4 separate regions of the Sus scrofa genome follow, and all the other regions are linked to region 3. A link is a contact called in public Hi-C, HiChIP or PLAC-seq and promoter capture Hi-C data. All regions are on one chromosome and are shown on one strand. Each heading gives the region's core, a stretch centred on a gene start, on an enhancer-like site or on the middle of the called end of the contact. The rest is flanking DNA. Distances are from core to core; before and after follow the strand shown. Region 1 holds the start of SNRPD3 (small nuclear ribonucleoprotein D3 polypeptide). Region 2 overlaps UPB1 (beta-ureidopropionase). Region 3 holds the start of SPECC1L (cytospin-A). Region 4 has its middle 8.2 kb from the start of UPB1.

Region 1 (2,779 bases), core at 184-2,683, 250 kb after region 3:
AGAACATGCAAGTGTCTGGTCCAAGATCACAGAATTAGATAATTAGAGGATTAGGGAGGCCAATCCCCGGGTAACTCCAGACCCTACTCCTTGCTGCAGTCACAGTCAGTATCCTGCTGATTCCTTAGGGTCAGGCTCCCACATGCTCTTGACTTCTCCCAGGAGCTGGGACCTCACTTTAGAGTTTACCAGCACTTCCTTTCTCACCAACCCTGTGCCTTAACCAGAGCAGGAATTACTGCTCTCTCCCTCCCCAATTTAGCAAAGCAAACCGAGGTTCACACACAACCTGAGTTTTGGTTTCTGCCTGCAAGGGAACACAGGCCACCTGGGACATAAGGAACTAGAGTGAAGAACTCTAGCAAGACAAAACACTGAGTCTGGGAGGCCGGGGGGGGGGGCCTCCCCCATTGCTCTATGCTCCCTGCCAGTTCCCTGCCCTTCTAGGCCTCAGTTCCCCGAGGGGACAGGATCTCTCACGGCAGCTTCAGCAGGACTTTTCGCTTCTGGGGAAGCTGCCGCCCCAGCCTCTCAACCAGGACCCTCCCACCAAGACCGCCATCAGAGCTGCCTGGGGTTCCAGCCCTGGGAGTATCAGGAAACCCCAGCAGACCGCGGTTGGCGCTGCGGGAGCCAAGGCGGGGTGTACACCTGGCCAGACTTCACTCAAAGCTCTACAGCCTAGGACATGGCGGCCGTCGGTCCAAGGTCACGCGGCCGGACCCTGACCGCTGCTAGGGTGGGCCCCCCTGTTCCCCTGGATGAGGGCTAAGCCCTCAGGGAGCACTGACCGGGCTCGAGCGGCGGCCCCGATGCCTCCCCCTCCGTCCTCATGACGTGGGCGGCGCGGGGCTCCCATGGCCCCGGCCCGGCGCCGGCTGCAGCTTCGGCCTCGTCTGGGGCGGGAGCGGGGCCGCTAGTCCCCGGGTTCCTGGGCCGCCACCGCCACTGCCAGCACGGTGGGGAGAAGGGGAGGCGGCAGCTGGGCCGCCCCAAGCCCCGCCCCGGCCCTTCCAGGCCTTGGCCCGCCCCGTCCGCCCTGGGCCCCGCCCCGGCCCGCCCCCGCCTCCTCTGGCCCTCAAGCCCTCAGGCTCCCAGGCTCCTGTCTCCGCTGGTCCCGGCCGCTCAAAGTGTCAGCTCCCAGGGTTGCCGCCCCGACCTCCGAGGCCTGGCGCGGACGCGCAGCCCTTCCCGCCCCGCTCCCCGGAAGCCCCGCCCAGGCCCGGGAGTTCCACGAACGCGGGCTCCCCAGAGCCCCCGGCAAGCTCCGCCTCTGCCAGGTCCTACTCCTCCGCCAGCCTCGGGGCCGGGAGACCCAGCCCCACCTCGACTCTCTTTGGAGGGACGGCCGAGGGCCGGCACCCGCTCTGCTCCTGTCTCCCTCTCCGCTCAGGGGTCCCTTTACCTGGCACTGCCGGGTTCCGAAGGTTAAATTGTGAGGGGAGGTCCTGGCCCTCGGCCCCACCGCTGCCTCCCCCGATCCCCGCCTCGCCGTCCAGCCCGTCGCCGGTGTGAGGTGTTTGGAAAAGCGAGTCCCTCTCTGCCCTTGCCGGCCCGAGGGTCGGTGTTTCCGGCGGCACCTGGGTCCAGTCATCAGTCTTCCGGGGCCGGAACTCTTGAACCACAGACCGAGTTTCCCAGCCGGTGGGGTGAGGTGGAAGCGAGGACGAGACCGCGCTCACCACTGGGAAAAGGAAGAGGGCGGGCCCTGCGCGAGGCATTTTGGGAACGCGTGGTATTCTGGGAGCGCGGGACCCGCCATTCGCTTGTCTCACGCTTCGCAGTCGGCAGAGTCGCGGCCGCACCGGGAAGGAGGAGGAGACCTCAGGCGGTGAGGGGAGGCTGGGGGCGGGCGTGGGGAGGCCGAGGCACTCGGAGGAGTAGAGGGTTGGAGAAGGACGCGCTGCCGAGGAGCTCCGCGGGGCTCGCCGAGGGACAGGAGCGGGAAGCCGGGCCACCAGACAGTGTCGCCTCACTAGCGCTTGGAAGTGAGGTCGTTAGCTTTTCCTTCAGTTTCCATACCTCCCCAGGCCAGTGTTTTTCGAAGCATCCAGGCAATGGTCTTGAGGTCGTTTCTGGCTAGTTGCTTCCTTCCCAAGTCCTTTGCTTCCCTGCCTCCATCCGCCCCCTCATGCTTTCTACACCGTTACACAAGCTTCTTTCAAGTTTCCCTGCATCTAAGCTGTGTTCGAACCATTTTGTAAGTGCTGCTGCCTTTCCCAGGGATAATTCCTTCCCTATAGTCCTGCCGTGGTTCTCCCATTGCGTTCAGCATAAAATCTACACTTCTGAGGCTTCTCACGAAGGGCGCCTGTCTCTTTCACTGCTCTTCCTTTTTCTCTTTATGCAGGAGATGTATTCCACCTTTCAGCTGACCATTTTGGAATTTAAAAACCGACAGCTTTCCTCTTTTAAGGTCAAGTCAGGCTTGCCTTGATTCCCTTTTTTCTCCAAGATAAGCATTTCCTGTGTGTAGCACATTATCACTTTGTGAATACTTTGATATTTTCTCTTTAACTTTGATGGTGAAGTAAATGGAGAGTCAAAGAGCACTTACTGGGTTGAATTAAATGCATGGACTCTTCTTGATTTTAATTTTCGTTCTTTTTTTTTTTTTTTTTTTTTTGCCACCCTGAGGTATATGGCGTTCCCTGGCCACGGATCAGATCCAAGCCATGGTTTCCACCTTCCTCGAAGCTGCAGCAACCCACTATGGTGGGCCAAGGATCGAACCAGTGTCCCAGGGCTCCAGAAATGCCTCAGACCACATTGCGCCACA
Region 2 (2,911 bases), core at 88-2,587, 220 kb after region 3:
GGTTCAATCCCTGGCCTCGCTCAGTGGGTTAAGGATCTGGCGTCTCAGTGAGCTATGGTGTAGGTCGCAGTCGCAGCTTGGATCCCGAGTTGCTGTGGCTGTGGAGAAGGCCAGAGATTACAACTCCATTCAACCCCTAGCCTGGGAATCTCCATATGCCGAGTGTGTGGCCCTAGGAAAAAAAAAAAAAAAACAAAACAGCCAAACCCACATCCTCATCGATAATAGTTGGGTTCTTAACCTGCTGAGCCACAACAAGAACTCCAGACTTTCGGACTGTATTCTGTCCTTGGTAGGTGCTGGACCAAGGAGGCCTGCAGCTCAGCTCTGCCTTATGGATGACTCCTCCCTGGGCCAGTGGGAGAATCTGGGGGTTCAGGAGAGGGAAAGAGGGGATGCTGGGAAATGGGGGCTAGAGAAGGGGAGGTGATGTCTGTGCAGTGGCTACCCTGCTCTCAGCCTGAATCCTTTCCAGGTTCACTCTGTTTCAACGTGAAATCTCCCCCTGTAGAGACCGCTTTGCGAGGCAGCACAGCAGGGCAGGGATTGGGGCGGGCTGTGAGAGCCTCTCAGGGCTGGGCTCCAGCCCCCAACCCCCTCTGACATTTACCAGGTGAGGCTTGGCCCAGCCTGGAAGGTGGGTTGCAGAAGCATCATCCGCCTGGTCCTATAGTCCTCACAACCTCCTTTTGAGGACGTTTCAGAGAAGGAGACTGAGTCAGGGTGGGGCCCTGACCCAAAGCCGCTTCTGCAGCTGACCTTCTCCAAAAGGCTGCTTTGGCGGAGTTCCCATCGTGGCTCAGTGGTTAACGCATCCAACTGGGAACCATGAGGTTGCAGGTTCGATCCCTGGCCTTGCTCAGTGGGTTAAGGATCCGGCATTGCTGTGAGCTGTGGTGTGGGTTGCAGACGAGGCTTGGATCCCGCGTTGCTGTGGCTCTGGCATAGGCCAGCAGCTACAGCTTCAATTAGACCCCTAGCCTGGGAACTTCCACATGCCTTGGGAGCGGCCCTAGAAATGGCAAAAAAAAAGGGGGGGGGCTGCTTTGGCTTGACCATGGGAAAAACTGGCCAGTCTGTGGGTCCTCCTGGCCATCCCCACCACAGGCCTGGAGGCTGCCAACCAAGTCTGGCTAGGAAGTCAGCAACCTGCTTCCTCCCCTCCTCTCTCACAGTGAGTCCCTGTGGCCAATCGAGGCCAGAAATGCAGCCATTGCCAATCACTGCTTCACCTGCGCCATCAACCGTGTGGGTGAGGTGAGTCCCTGAGGCCTGCCCGCCTCCCCAGACCTCCTGCAGGGGAGGGAACAGAGTGATAAGCTGCTGCGAAACCCCTGCTGGTGGGGGCCCAGCCTCTTCACACTGGCAAAAGCCGCAAGGGAAAGAACTGCTATTGCTGTGGAGCTGCTGGGGCACCGGATGTCACACCTCCTCTTCCCCTCCCCCTGCCCCTATGCCCCACCTCCCAGGATCCCCAGAAGGGGACAAACAGGCTTGGCCTATCACTTTGAAAGGTATCCCTGTCCTTCCCCTGTTTCAGTCTGTTCTTGTTTTCAGCTGAAACCTCTTTGAAAGGCTCTCCCCCTCTCCTCCCCATTCCCAAGCTCCCAGGTTCTTCTTTCCCCTCCCGTTGACCTCAGGCATCAAATGATTCTGACTATAAACACCATGTATTTATTACATAACAGTCCTCTTCCTCATTCTTGCTAATCAGATGTCAGACTCTAATCAGAGCATCTGAACAGTCTGAGATAACCAGGGTTTCCATCCTGAGTAGGTCTAATTTCTGGCAGGGTAAAGAAACTTGGAGTTTTTATCGGGCTGCATAATCCCAGCCCAGCTGGACACACAGTTTCTATTAGGCTTCAGGAAGCTATTGAAAGCTCTGTGCGGACACCTTCTTGCTGCCTTCACAGACTCCAGGCTGGGCTCTATGACCCCTGCAGATGGATCTCAGCCGCCCTGTGCACCCCTGAGAAGCCCTCTCTGCTCTTCTCTCTGCTCTCTTTGCTCCCAGCAGGTCATCATTTCCTGGGTCTCCCCTGGCCGCCCATTGTCCCTAGGCTGGGCTTCAGCAGGGCCTTGGACATGTCCTGTTGACTGCCCAGTGCAGGCCCGTCCTCGGCTATTTCCCAACTCCCGTGCCCCAGCCTGTGGTCCATGGACGTCACAGTGGTGCCCCCTATAGGGGTAATTATCTTGGTTTTATTTGCCAGGAGCGCTTCCCCAATGAGTTCACCTCTGGAGATGGGAAGAAAGGTATGTTCCCGGACTTTCCCTGGGGCTGCATTTGAGGAGTGGGCCCCTGCCTCCTCAGGGGCGGGTCTGCCCAACACACCCTGTCTGCACAGCTGTGCTGGTGTCCACCTCATTCCCCACGCGAGGGTGAAGTAGTGATTGTATCAGCCTCCACCCCTCCCCGGGACTGGGGGGAGGTGCGTTGAGGTTGGGGAGTCCATTGTGAGTGCCCCGAGATGGGGGATGGCGTTATCCTTCCTACAGACCCTGCTTCCCCTTGCTTCTTCCTCGTCAACACCCCTCACCCCAAGGCTGTGTGGATGCCCCAGAACCCAGCACAGTTGCCTTGGGTTCTTAGAATCCATAGATTGTTTTGATCTGAGGGCAGGTCCCACCTCACCTCTGTTAGGAAACAGCAGGGAACTCCTTTAACCCCCTCTGGCCTGGAATGTGGAAGAGGACCACCCCCCTCACCAAGGAGATGTCTGAATTAGCTCTCAGTGTCCCCTGAAGCAGAGGGGGCAGAGAGGGTCTGTCTCCCAGGAAATGACTTCCTGAAAGGGTTCCAGAATCCCCCGCCCCCGCCCCCCCCCCCCCCCCGTACCTTGAGGCCCAAGAGGTCTCCAACCTACTTAGCTCCCTTCAGTGAAGCGAGCCTGCTGGCACCTGCTGT
Region 3 (2,736 bases), core at 199-2,698:
AAAAAGAATCAGAGGGTGGTGTTCTCATGTGGTGCAGAGGATTAAGGATCTGGTGTTGTCACTGAATTGGCTTGGGTCACTGCTGTGGCATGGGTTCAATCCCTGGCCTAGGAAACTTCTGCTTGCCACAGGCAGGGCCAAAAAAAAAAAAAAAAAAAAAAAAAAAAAAATCAGAGAATCACATGAACAACTTTATGCTGATGAATTTGAAGACACCAACAAACAGACACTTTCCTGCGAAAACTTAGTAAAAATGACACAGGAAGAAACAGAAATTCTATCTAGATATAGAACCATTAAAGAAATGTGCTGGAGTTCCCGTCGTGGCGAATCCGACTAGGAACCATGAGGTTGCGGGGTCGGTCCCTGCCCTTGCTCAGTGGGTTAACGATCCGGCGTTGCCGTGAGCTGTGGTGTAGGTTGCAGACGCGGCTCAGATCCCGCGTGGCTGTGGCTCTGGCGTAGGCCAGTGGCTACAGCTCCAATTCGACACCTAGCCTGGGAATCTCCATATGCCGCAGGAGCGGCCCAAAGAAATAGCAAAGACCAAAAAAAAAAAAAAAAAAGAAATGTGCTTAGTTTAAAATTTGCATCCTGTCTCCTCCAAAATCTCATAACAAACACAACCAAAGAAAAACACAAAGCCTGCATGACTTTATAGGCAAATTCAGCAAACATTAAAAAAACAAAAAATTCTGATCTTATTCAAAATCTTCCAGATAAAGCAGAAAACAGAAGTCTCTTTAACTCATTGTAAATTTATTATGATTTACCCTAAATCAGACATGGTCAGTACAAGAAAGCAAAAGTATAGGCCAATGTCACTTGTGGACATACATGCAAAAATGCTAAATAAAATATTAACAAATAATTCAGCAATATATGAAAAGTACATCAAGACCAAGTTGTCTTTTTCCTAAATTACTGAAATGATATGATAAAAATCTATTAATGTACTTCAAATCATCAAAGGAAAAAAATCCTAAAAGATAATCGTGACCTAACAGAACTTCCTTGATAAAGAACGTTTAGCCTCATGTTTTGGAAGGCCCACTTCTTTATTGCCTGTATGTCTAGCTCATGTGCAGCACCGTTCTTGGCACGCTGTTGTACATGCTGCGTGAAAGGTGGACCTCTGGGCTGAGCTGAGCCTCTGGGATAATGGGGACCTAACGCATCATACAGGTGGGTCCAGCGAAGCCTCAGGAGCGTCCTCCAACCGGAGGGCCCGCTTCAGGCCTGATGCATGCGCACTGATTGCTCGAGCCTTTTTTTTTTTTTTTTTTTTTTGGCTCGCAGCTGAATGGTACGGCGCCTGCGCAATCCAGAAATTGGAGCAACCCAAGCAGAGTGGGCGGTGCTTCAGGGCCTGAGCGGCGAAGGACGTGGGCGTGGTCTGATCGGCACCTGCGCACTCTTCGGCCGCCTTGTGGGACGGGCAAGGGGCGTGCCGAGGGCGGGGGCCGTGAGGGAGGCTGGGCGGGCCTGGTGGACGGCGCGGCTGGGTTGGCTGCTTCCCTGAGGCCGGACTCAACGGATTCCGGCCGCGCCACCGGGCGACCTCGCCGCCCGGCCCCATCCCGGAGCCAGAGAGCGAGCGAGGCGGCGCCGCGCGGTAAGAGTCGGGGCCGAGCTCCCCCACAGTGTGCGCGGCCGGCGCGTTCCTCTCCTCAGCGCCGCCCGCGCGGCCAGGCCCCGGCGGCCCCGCAGACCCCGGCGGCCCGCGCCTGCGCGGTCCCCTCGCGGGCCCCCAGCCCGGCGCTCGCCTGCGCCTGCGCTTACCTCGCTAGCCCCCAGGCCTCGCGGGACCCCGGGCCTTCCGCGCCCCGACCCCCGTCCGCCCGCGACTCGGCTGCTTGGGACTCAGCTGGTTCTGCGCCTTTGCCCGCCGGTCCTCTCCCTCGCGGCCGGGAGAGGCCCGGGCCGCCGGCCCGTAGCCCCTGGCCCCTTAGACTCTGGTCCCTTCTTCTCTGGTTCTCTGGCCCCGGGCCCGAGGACGCGGCGGGCGGCGGACCCGGGCCTCCTGCGGGCTCCGCTTCCCCCATCCGCCGTGCTCCCAACCCGCGCCCCGCTCCGCGGGCCGGTCAGCAGGAGCAGGCGTAGTGTCCCTTTTTCCCGAGACCTGGTTAATTGAATCAGGTTGGCTGTGTGAATAACCTTGTGTTGTGCCGCGGAAATTTTGCATTTCCCGCAGTTTGGTCATTGTGTGGCTTCAGTGGTTACGTTTAAGACATCAGAGTTCGTTGGAGGGCAGCTCCGCTGGAGATGACTGGAAAAGAAATCAGTTTCTGCATAGTTTCGGCCTGCTTTCACGACCAAGTAAGAATTCCTGTGATCATTCAAATGCAGAGAATCTTGATTTGTTGATGCCCTTGGTAATTCGCCGGCAAGTAGGCGAGGACCCAGGGAAAATTCCCATAAATTCTCTTGTCCTGTATCGATTACAGAGAAAACGTGTGTGTTGTTAAAAGGGGGGGGGGAAATCTCCAGCCATTGAGATGTTTTGTAAGTTTGCAACAGATACACGAAACTAAAAAATGTTGTGCAGAACCCTATAGCGTTTGTTATCACCCTGCGGGCCGAATATTGAGATGAAATCAGAGTGTTGGGCTCGGTAGATATCAGCAGACATCACCATTATACGGGCAGGTTATCAAATAGCCAAATCGATGCAGAAGGGTATATGGAGTAAGAAGAAATAGGGTATTGACCTGGATAGGATTTTTTCCATAAAGA
Region 4 (3,014 bases), core at 1-2,500, 190 kb after region 3:
GATAGGCAGACTGTGTGCTTCTCTTCAGGTAACGTGATCTCCTGAAGGCCTTGCGTACTTGCTGTCACAGCTTTGCTCCTGCACCCCCTGACTGGATACGGTGTTAGTGATCCTCCTTTTACATTCTACCCTTTCACCACTGGAACATACACATTTATATACAGCAGATGATTATACTCTCCTAAACCCACTTGGAAGCCTGCAGGCCTGAATTATTGAAGAGAAAAACATTTCCACTTGTCCTGCCAAACGCGTTGATCAATGCTCACTTAAGTGATGTAATCATCCCCTGGTTTTGTAAGGGCTGCACTCTCTCCAGGTGACTAAGCAGTCTGCAATCTTCCTTCCTTTAATTGGATAATTTTCAGGCTTGTCTTACCCTTCCGGTTTTTACAACTTCATGCAATCATTTTCTCCTGGGACTACAGTAGAAGACTGCGCGGCCAGAATCTTTCCTTAACATGTGTCTCTAGAACTCGGCCATCTTCCTACCCCGGGCACTGTGCGATCCTTCATCCACCCTGGCGTCCCAGACACACTGGTTACTCTGCAACGGCCCCATTTTCTGGTTGCAGTCTTGCTTTTCCTCCTCTTTGGAGTGACCTTCCTTTGTCCTCTCACATCCTTCTGGCTCAAATGCTTGTTCTCACGCCTCTGTCTCCCCCCCACCCCCGAAGCACTTTTGGAAATATTATCACCTAAAACTGTAAACGCAACTACTGTTTATTAAGCATGGACCACGTGCTGTGTCTGGAGCCTCACGTCTGTAATACAAACTACCCAGCTTTCCCTCCTGCTCTCTCTCAACACATCTTCCTTTAAAACCCACCAAGGAGTCCCTGGTGGTCTAGCGGTTAGGATTCAGCACTTTCACCACTGCAGCCAGGGTTCAATCCCTGGTCTGGAAACTAAGATCCCATATCAAGCTGCTGCTCACCACAACCGAAAAACACACACACACACACACACCAAAACACAAAACAAAACCAACCAAATCACCACACTATGAATATGACAACTGCTACTAATAAAATCTTCCCACTGCCTGGTTCTTCAGTGAGCACTTTCTTCCTGACCTTCACTTCTTCAGACATCAAACTATCTTGTGTTGCTCTATGGTCTGTTTGTTGTTCTCCAGATTTGGGACGCCTAAGGTTTTTTTGGTTCATGTTAAAGCAATATGTGCAAATCACGGACTGTCTGGTTCAACAACCCATCCAATCCCTGACTAACTTTCTTCTACAACACTCCCACCAAGTGGTCATCTGGACCGCACTTGAACACTCAGAGAGGCTGAGAACTCACTGCCTGCAGAGGCCCTTTGAATCAACTGTTGGAAATAACTGGAGCTGAAACACACCTCCCTGAGTTTCTATCCCTTGACCCCAGCACCTCTCCTTAGGGCCATAGAAAATATGAACTTATTTTCTATGTTCTTTGTGGAACATAGAACATTTCTATGTTTCTCCATAGAACAAATATAGACCTCTCATACATGGCCCCCTTCAGATACCGAATAAAGTGACAAGAGTCTTTCTGAGTTTGTTTGCTTTGCAGGATAAACGTTCCCCGTGCCTGCAACTATTTGTTGCTGTTAATGTTCTCACCAACATCATGGCTTTCTTTGCTGGCTCTATTCAAGATGATCCATGTTCCTCATAACCAGCCCAGGGCTAGACAGACTACAGGTGTGTTCTGGACACCATTCCTCCTTTAATTCAACCTCAGACTATATCAACTCATTTGCAGCTCTAAGACACCGCTGACTCCCACTGAGCGTATAAACAACAGAATACTGCCCCAATGCCACAGGTACTGCTACTAAGCCCACTGCATATCTATGCAAGTGTTTTATGGAGAGCCGTAGAGAGGCAGGTTCATTCACCACATTGAAACGTCATGAAATCTGAGTCCCCAAACCCTGCCAGGGACTCTGCATTCCTAATGACACACAAGCCTGTGTTTAGTCTGCCAGCCAAACCATCAGACAAACCAGTGATGGGGCATGGGCCAGATTTCAGCTGAGGCTAGGCGGCTTAGATTTATTTCATGGTTTCCCTCAGAACACTGCCTTCTTCAAAATTACTTGTCTTTCCAACGTATGCTATTTGTTCCCAGAAGAATTGGCAGATATAGCATAAATGATTCCCTGCAGAGGCCTTATCACCACTGAAAAAATACCCCAAAGGTAAACACCCAGTACATTAAGGGTGAACTTATGATTTTCCATGGGAATGTTATATGTAAACACTTTTTCCTTAATTAAAAATATCTTCTAGACACAGGGAACTATAGCCAGTCTCCTGGGATAGATCATGATAGAAAATAACACAAGAAAGGGAAAGTACATATATGTATGCCTGAGTTACTTTCTTTGCTGTACAGTAGAAATTGGCACAACATTGTATATTACTACTTTTTTTTTTTTTTTTTTTTGCTTTTTAGGGCCGCCCTGTGGCATATGGAAGTTCCCAGGCTAGAGGTCAAATCAGATCTGTAGCTCTGCCTGCCTGCGCCATGGCCATAGCAATGCCAGATCCAAGCTATGCCTTCGATCTACGCCATGGCCATAGCAACGTAGGTCTGCAACCTACACCATAGCTCATGGCAAAGCCAGATCCTTAACCCACTGAGCAAGGCCAGGGATCAAATCCACATCCTCATGGATATTAGCTGGGTTTGTTACTGCTGAGCCACAACCCACAACGGGAACTCCTTAACTATAGTTTAATAAAAATGAAAAAAAAAAAAAAACCTTAGAAAAATACTACTATACAGATCTTCGAAGATATTTCAGCTTAACTTATTTGGTTCTTTCTTTTTTTTTTTTTTTTTTTTTTTTGTCTTTTGTCTTTTTTTTTTTTTGTCTTTTGTTGTTGTTGTTGTTGCTATTTCTTGGGCCGCTCCCTCGGCATATGGAGGTTCCCAGGCTAGGGGTTGAATCGGAGCTGTAGCCACCGGCCTACGCCAGAGGCACAGCAACGCAGGATCCGAGCCGCGTCTGCAACCTACAC

What was found. Promoter capture Hi-C pulls out the DNA fragments that hold promoters and counts their contacts. Hi-C and Micro-C count contacts between places; a contact is called where the count stands out from the background. HiChIP or PLAC-seq counts read pairs in DNA pulled down with a chosen protein or histone mark.
Region 1: a contact with region 3 is called in an H3K27ac HiChIP or PLAC-seq map of alveolar macrophages. The contact joins the promoter of SNRPD3 here to the promoter of SPECC1L in region 3. A contact is called at or near these places in 1 of 5 promoter capture datasets (liver) and 1 of 2 datasets of contacts at active chromatin or transcription factors (alveolar macrophages).
Region 2: a contact with region 3 is called in a promoter capture Hi-C map of liver, with 2.1 times the contacts expected there. The contact joins the enhancer-like site here to the promoter of SPECC1L in region 3. A contact is called at or near these places in 1 of 5 promoter capture datasets (liver), 12 of 47 Hi-C or Micro-C datasets (alveolar macrophages, blood, embryonic fibroblasts and 8 more) and 2 of 2 datasets of contacts at active chromatin or transcription factors (alveolar macrophages and skeletal muscle).
Region 4: a contact with region 3 is called in a Hi-C map of liver, with 2.0 times the contacts expected there. The contact joins the enhancer-like site here to the promoter of SPECC1L in region 3. A contact is called at or near these places in 2 of 5 promoter capture datasets (fetal skeletal muscle and skeletal muscle), 5 of 47 Hi-C or Micro-C datasets (embryonic fibroblasts, fetal heart ventricle, heart right ventricle and 2 more) and 2 of 2 datasets of contacts at active chromatin or transcription factors (alveolar macrophages and skeletal muscle).

The regions. Positions count from the first base shown.
Region 1 is chr14:49,584,054-49,586,832 of Sscrofa11.1, forward strand. SNRPD3 (small nuclear ribonucleoprotein D3 polypeptide) reads left to right here and starts at 1,434. Exons shown (of 4, transcript NM_001243426.1): 1 at 1,434-1,831. GUCD1 (guanylyl cyclase domain containing 1) reads right to left here and starts at 947. Exons shown (of 6, transcript NM_001243502.1): 1 at 792-947. The coding sequence starts at 834.
Region 2 is chr14:49,556,019-49,558,929 of Sscrofa11.1, forward strand. UPB1 (beta-ureidopropionase) reads left to right here. Exons shown (of 10, transcript XM_001929254.6): 7 at 1,176-1,257; 8 at 2,217-2,259. Among named protein-coding and RNA genes, the nearest start is that of UPB1, 24 kb to the left of the region's middle. Within about 2 kb of position 1,338, at least 12 of the 83 cell types and tissues checked have an H3K27ac peak or open chromatin away from gene starts, as enhancers often do. A contact at or near this core is called in alveolar macrophages, liver and omental adipose tissue, where this site is marked.
Region 3 is chr14:49,331,489-49,334,224 of Sscrofa11.1, forward strand. SPECC1L (cytospin-A) reads left to right here and starts at 1,449. Exons shown (of 16, transcript XM_021073804.1): 1 at 1,449-1,615.
Region 4 is chr14:49,523,476-49,526,489 of Sscrofa11.1, forward strand. No RefSeq gene overlaps it. Among named protein-coding and RNA genes, the nearest start is that of UPB1, 8.2 kb to the right of the region's middle. Within about 2 kb of position 1,251, at least 7 of the 83 cell types and tissues checked have an H3K27ac peak or open chromatin away from gene starts, as enhancers often do. A contact at or near this core is called in alveolar macrophages and liver, where this site is marked.